Linked DNA regions of Mus musculus: region 1 is linked to region 2. Evidence: chromatin contacts called from public HiChIP or PLAC-seq data. All regions are on one chromosome and are shown on one strand. Each heading gives the region's core, a stretch centred on a gene start, on an enhancer-like site or on the middle of the called end of the contact. The rest is flanking DNA. Distances are from core to core; before and after follow the strand shown. Region 1 holds the start of Gtdc1 (glycosyltransferase-like domain containing 1). Region 2 overlaps Gtdc1 (glycosyltransferase-like domain containing 1).

The links. HiChIP or PLAC-seq counts read pairs in DNA pulled down with a chosen protein or histone mark.
Region 1: a Foxp3 HiChIP or PLAC-seq map of regulatory T cells shows a contact between it and region 2, with 4 times the contacts expected there. The contact joins the promoter of Gtdc1 here to the enhancer-like site in region 2. A contact is called at or near these places in 1 of 15 datasets of contacts at CTCF or cohesin (CD8 T cells), 2 of 484 Hi-C or Micro-C datasets (the G1E-ER4 cell line and group 2 innate lymphoid cells) and 2 of 115 datasets of contacts at active chromatin or transcription factors (bone marrow-derived macrophages and regulatory T cells).

Annotation. Positions count from the first base shown.
Region 1 is chr2:44,925,101-44,928,640 of GRCm38.p6, reverse strand. Gtdc1 (glycosyltransferase-like domain containing 1) reads left to right here and starts at 1,405. Exons shown (of 11, transcript NM_001362987.1): 1 at 1,405-1,499.
Region 2 is chr2:44,789,416-44,792,596 of GRCm38.p6, reverse strand. All of the region lies in intron 3 of Gtdc1 (glycosyltransferase-like domain containing 1), which reads left to right. It also overlaps the pseudogene Gm13477. Among named protein-coding and RNA genes, the nearest start is that of Gm39807, 120 kb to the right of the region's middle. Within about 2 kb of position 1,271, at least 6 of the 459 cell types and tissues checked have an H3K27ac peak or open chromatin away from gene starts, as enhancers often do. A contact at or near this core is called in regulatory T cells, where this site is marked.

The DNA.
Region 1 (3,540 bases), core at 156-2,655, 140 kb before region 2:
AATCTGGGCATATTGGCTAGGCAACTCATTTTCTCTGGACTTCAGATCTTAATCAGCAAAATAATAATAAAGACTCCCGGTGATCTTAAGTATACAATTCATGTATAAAATTATGGCTTTTTCCAGATTGATGAATAATAGTAGGCTTTGGGCTTTTCCCCAATATTTTATTCTGTGAAAAAGGATTTACTAGATCCATTTGCCATTTGGAATTCTCATTTTCAGCTTTCTGCATTCACTTTTTTTGTGTTTCCCAATTTGTGTAAAAGTAGATGGACAGATGGTTTATTAGGCTTTTTAAATGCTCGGGATACTGTTGTTCAAGTCAACAGAGGTTTTAAGCTTTGGAGGTCCACATAGAGTGTGGGCTTTGTTTAGAACAGAAGATCGTTTTCACTGTTCAATTTAAGGATAACAATGTTTTCTCACATAACTTTAAGCAACTTGTGGTTGTAACTCCAAAGGCCTAATCAGGCTCTGTTATTTTGGTATGCTTAATGCATTTCTGCACTACAGTCTGTTCCAAGTTGTAGCTTTAAAAATGAAGTTACCAGATAAAAGCATAGACCTACCGTTGCATGTTCTGTCTTTGCATGAATCATTTAATCCACAACGTGATCCCAAATACGAAATCACTAATTCAGACTCACAGAAATGTAAGGGAGATAAATTCCTATTTTTAATAGAAACCATTTAGACTTTCTTGGATTCTTTCTGACTTTTAATTGCTCTGTAGCTGCTCTTGTGGGGACCGCAGATATGTTATTATTAATACTCTAAGATGCATCTGTAATACGTATAGTCTCGACAGCCAAAAGGCTGCATATAAGTTAAGTACAGGAAACGCCAGCATCGGCTAGGAGAGGTCCCGCAAGAATTCCGAGGGGGGGGGGGGGGAAAGCGGGGCGTGCTGACCAATACCTGCAGGAGGGTGTGCACTCGCCTTGCGGGGTCCCCGAGGCTTAGGCGCGCCCGGAAGGACAGGGAAGGGGACTACAGGTGCCGGCTAGCCACCTGCCTGAGAACGTGCGAGCCGGTGAGTCAGCCCCCAGACCTCTCAGGGGAAGAGAAGGCCGCAGCGCGAGCGAGCGGAGGCAGCGACCAGAGGAGTGAGAGAGAGTACGGAAAAGCCGAAGGGGCGGCGGGGGCGCTGGCCTGACTGGAAAGCGTACGCGGGGCCCGTGGGCGGAGAGCAGGTGTGAGGAGCCGCGCCACCGTGGAGAGTTCGCCCAGCACCGCGCGTCCTCTGAGTCACCGACTAGGCGTGGAGGCCGCCGTCCGGGGGCGGAGCCTCAGGCTTGTGGGCGGGGAGGGGCGGGGCGAGGGCGGGGCCGGCGCCTGACGCGCCCCAAGGCCGCGGCAGCCGCAGCGGGGAGGGGCTGCGGCCTCGGTGGCGGCCGCGGGGGAGGGGCTCGGCGTCAGCGCGTCGCCAGCTGGGCTGTCGGTGGCCTGGAGGGAGCCGTGGAGGAGGAGGAGGAGAGGAGGAGGAGGAGGAGGAGGTGAGTCGCCTTGGCTGGGAGCTGCGCTGGCCGCGGGAGGCGGGGAGCGCGGCCCCTCCCTCCCGGCGCCCGCCTCGCGGGGCCGCGCCGCGCGGAGTTCCCAGTGGGGCGGCGGCCGCGAGGAGCGGAGGGGGAGGAGGGCGGAGCCGGGGCCGCGCTTCCCGGGCGCACGCGCGGCCTCCTGCTCTGCCCGGCCGCGCTGTGGCCCCGGGCGATGCTTTTCCCTAGCGCGGAGCTTGGGAAGGGCAGAGTCCAGGCGGACACTGGGACATCGTGCCATGGCTCCCGCGCAGCAAGGCCTGGCCTGCGCTTTCCTACTCGGGATCCACCTCAGGCGGCGAGACCCAACACCTCGCGGCCCCTCATTAGAGGATTCGGCATAGGCCTGATGTTTCCGCAGGATCCCGCCTGACGGGGCTTTCTAAAGCGAGGAAGGGCTCTTGGAGTTAATAAGTCTTTACAACTAACCGAACGACAGCAAAGTTGCATTAATAAATCAGTTTAACCCTCGATCTCGCGATAGGCAGCGTCTGCACCCCAATTCCCACTTCGCGGGGCTCGTGCAACTTTTACAGTCGTAGAACTACCCCTCATTGGATAAGCTTTGAAATAATTCTTAAAGTTAGTGCCTTGAGGCCCTGGGAAGTTCAAAGGAAAGGGCTTACATTTTCCCTCCCATCTGTATCACAGTTAAGGAAATGGAAAACGTGAATTGAAGGCGATCGTTCTCCACGCTGAGGATCATCGTCCCCTCTGTGCCCAGCTTGCGTGACTTAGCACCCCTGAAGTTGACTTTAAAGCTTACTGTAGTGGTTAGGTAAAGGAACTGCTGTGGGGGAAAAGGCAGTATAACTCAACAGAGCCATTTTATTGTGTCTTATTAACCCGTTTACCTTAAGCTTTATCAGTGACAAGAGTTTCATGTTGGAACCCACATACCCAGTGAGATACTGAATTTTCATTAGTACATTCCAGGTTTTGATGTGAAATAGATTCTCAGCTTCAACTGAGAAGAATTATACACTGTTGTCCTTAGGGTCTTGTTCTGTATTTAATGAAACAGTTTAATATTGAGGATTGGGGAAACACATTTTGAATCAGGATACTCCGACAAACTTAAACCATACCTACGAATACACTTTATAGCAACACAGTGTCTTTACTTCTGTTCTGAAATCATGCTGACAGTTTTACCTTATAAATCCTAGACTAATAGGACTCTCTGTTGGTGAGGGACCTCAGCAGTGTTATTCAGCTTCACTATTTTACATTTTCCAGAGATTTAGAAGGAACTAACAGAACTACTTGCCTTTATTAAGGATTTACTAGATGGACCCTTCTGATAGACACTCTTGTACCAAACTTGATCCTGATTTGACCAACTCCCCAGCCCACTGAGAAAGTAAAATGCTTTCCTGACCTCTGCTTCTTTCTCTCTTGATTATGGTATCTTAAAACCTGCCAAGTAATCACTGACTTTCTTTTTTAGCCTCCCTTTCAGATCATGGAAGAATAATTTCTAATTTTGACGAATCAGATACAAGTGATACAATTACTTGCAGTTGGCCAACTATTCTTACATCTATCTCTTAAGTTGAAGCATTTCTTTCTATTTTAGTTTAAAAATTTGAATTTAGTCATTTTCAGGTTTTATTTTTAGGAAACAGGTTCTTATATAGCTTAGGGTCAGAAATTTATTATATAGTTGAGGCTGGTTTTGAACTCCTTATCCTCATGCTCCCACTTTCTACCATGCCAGGGTTTTATTAGTTTTTATTAATTTTATTAGTCATATTCTTTAAAAAACATGTTTAATTAAAAAAAAATTGTGTGTGTGTATTCACATGTGAGTGCAGGTGTCTGTGGAAGCCAGAGGTGACAGATGCCCTGGATTTGGGGTTATGTAGATTCTGGGAACTGAGCTGGGGTTTTCTGTCAAAGGAATACACAGTTTAAAAAATTAAAAATATATTCTTTTCTCAGATATTATTACATCCCTACCACAGATTCTCATCCCTCCGCACCTTCTAGTCCCTTCTCC
Region 2 (3,181 bases), core at 22-2,521:
GAAATTTATCTTACAGTACTTTAGATTATTAGTGGTTTTTTATGTATGGATCCTTAGTATTTTTAACATTGAGGCATTTGGATCATTTGAAATTTATTTTGTTATGTGCTGGTCTATGTCAGCCTTTTACCTTCTGTAGATTCCTTCAACTTGGCTCAATATCATTCATTAGGACTTTCACCTTTCTTTTGATAACTTAATGATTTATTTATTGTTTGGTTTGATTTTCTAGGCAATTTTTTGTTTCTTCTTAATTTTTTAATGTTCTGTAACATGTTCTGTAGCAATGTTTTAGATTGTTTTCCTCCTATGTTAAACAGGTTTTGTTTTCCTTTGTTCTATTAACAAAATTCTCCTTGAGTTTGTAAAATCTGTAGTCCCCTCCATTGTTAACCTTTATAATTACACTGTTTAGATAACAAAGGCATGTATTTGCTTTCTGAGGAATAAGGACTGGGTCTAGGGCCTGCACGTTCTAGGCGAGCACCTACCACAGGGCTATTCCCCAACCTACTACTTTCTTTCTGCTTTGAGACAATTTCACTCTGCTGTACAGGCTGACTTTGGACTCAGTCTGTGTAGCCGCAGCAGACTTTGAACTTGTAATTCTCCTGAGCAACTGAAGTTAAAGGTCTGCATTACCAGATAGCCTGTGTTAGATCTGTGTAATGAACCGAAATTAAATTAATTTTTTCTCATTTCTTTGACTTTTCTGTTTTCTTTACCATCTTATTTTAATTAATAACATTCATCCCTCATGCTTTTGCCTGTATACTATTTAAACATGGATATAGTCCACTGGTTGAAAACAGTATCCAGACACTCTAGCAGTTACGACCAAGAAAGTAGGTAATTCTATTTCTTCTCCAAAATTTATGTTGCTTTTTCCCCTGGAGTAATATTATGCCAATCTAGACAAAGCAAGTATGCTTTACTTTCTGTTTGCCACCCTAATACCCATATTGGATGTGTTTTTGTGTCATTTGTGGTTACAGGTATTTGTTGGAAAACATCAACTTCTAAACAAAAAGAAGTTACAGGAGCTGGATTACCTTTCCATGCCAATCTAACCAAAAATGGACAAGATAGTATGAATGTGATGTTATATTGTAGAAAGATAGAAAAACTCGGCCTTCAACGTGATGAAACAAATGATCTACCCAGAATTTGATATTCCATGAAATCACCACTCAGAAATGAAAGGGGAAGCACAGCCCTTTGCCCTTTTGAGCAAGAGAGAAAATAAGACCCGTAGAGAAGAGGAAACAGGAAACTTCATTGGGCCTTGTTTAAAGCACTTGTTTAAAGGTTTTCCACTTCCCTTCAAACCTTTGATTTTGTTCATGATCATTGTTTGTTTCATTTTATTTCATTTTTTCTTTTACTTTTTCTTTTCTTTTTTTGAGACAGGGTTTTACTGTGTTGATCCGGCTGGTCTCAAACTCACGAGAGCCTCTGCTTCAGCCTCCTCTAACTGCTGGGATTAAAAGTTCTCACCACCATACCCTACTTATTGTTCAAGATCTTAAGAGAGGACAGAGTTGAGAACTCTCTCTTTAAGTCCTCTAAATTTCAGGTGATTATCTAAACATTTGTGTTTTTATACATTACCTATAGGTAATGGCAATTACATTTCTTTTTTTTTTTTCACATTCAAGAGGTTTTTAATGTTGTAATGATTACCTGAAGGAACATAGAATGAATCCCCAGTAGTTATCTTATAAGGTGTTTCATGTAATGTACATAAAAGGTTACCAAAGTTAACATAAAAAAACCAATATATCTTGGCCAACATGCTGTTTTCCTTTCTCTCCATAGGGTCCTAAAACCAGTTTTCCAGTAGAAAAAAATATTGTATCCAATGTTTTAAAAACTTTCAAACCATGTTGCTCAACAAAAAAGCAGTATGTACCTTGTGGTCTTATAAGATCCGTGGGGACAGCCTCTCTTGTTTCTGGGTCCTTTGCCAGTGTTGCCTGAAAGGGATCTCCCAGAGGTATACCCAGAGGCAACTCCATCTTAGTCTCTTCACGGGTATTGAGATGGGTCTGTTTCTTGGTAACTTTTTTGTTGACTTTGCTGAGGTTTCTTTGTGCCTTTATTTTGATGGGTACTGAACCTGGGGATACTATTTCAAGCACACGTTGTCCCAACGAGCTTTCTTGATAATCTACCCGTTCCCCTCGCCAATACTCCAGAGGTTTCAAACTTATTCTATTAGATCGATGAACATTTGGTAAGTTGGAGGGCAGTACTAATTTGTGATGTAATTTTTTATCTGGTAACATATTAGAACTTCTTGTTTTAAAATGCAAACTCTTCTGGTCCTGTTCATCACCCATCTCAGAATTACTGCTTCCTGGCATTTCATAATTCTTGAACCTGGAAGGTCCACTTTCTTCCCACACTGAACGTTTAGACACTTCCGAATTTAAAGCAGACTCCATTTGTGTCTTGCTTGTATATTCCTCAGTATGAGACTTTAAATGAACATTCTGTGATGCCGTAACATTGTTTTGATACTTACAGCCTCTTTCGGGTCGAGAAATAGCAAGGCTCTTCTGAGTTGGGTCTGCCTCAATGTTTTTCAATGGCTTCCTCTGGGAACGAGAAGTGTCATCATGGTCACTAACAGTTGCTTCAGAACCCTTTCCATTTAAAGACTTCTGTACTCTTGAGCTCAGGTCTGTCTTCTGTCTTTTTGATGGACCAGGTTTCTTCCCAGTCCTCTTAGATACATGATTTCTCTTAGTCTGTTTTTTTTTCTATTGGGATATACCACTGATGAGTCATTTTCTTGTGAAGAATTTCCATCCCCAGAACTTTCATCTGATTTTACATTCCACCAGTCAGATGGATGCTGAGAAATTCTACAATTTCTCCTGGAAGTCAAAGTTACTTCTTTGGGAAAAAAATTTGTTCTTGGACCCACCAGAAAAAATTCCTTTCCAGATTTTCCCTTACTGGTTTGGGTGCTTTTGTTGTTTTTCTTATTTTCAAGAGCTGGCTCTGTTTCTTGGAGTAGGCTCATTCCTCACCTCTTCACAGTCCTTCGTATTTCTTTTTGAATTGATTCGTAACTTGTCTTGGCCAGTGTTTGACACATTGATATTTTCACAGCTACTCTGTCCCTTACTGAGTTCTTCAGCTGCTTTAGGCTTAGACACTCTGCTTTGGTTCT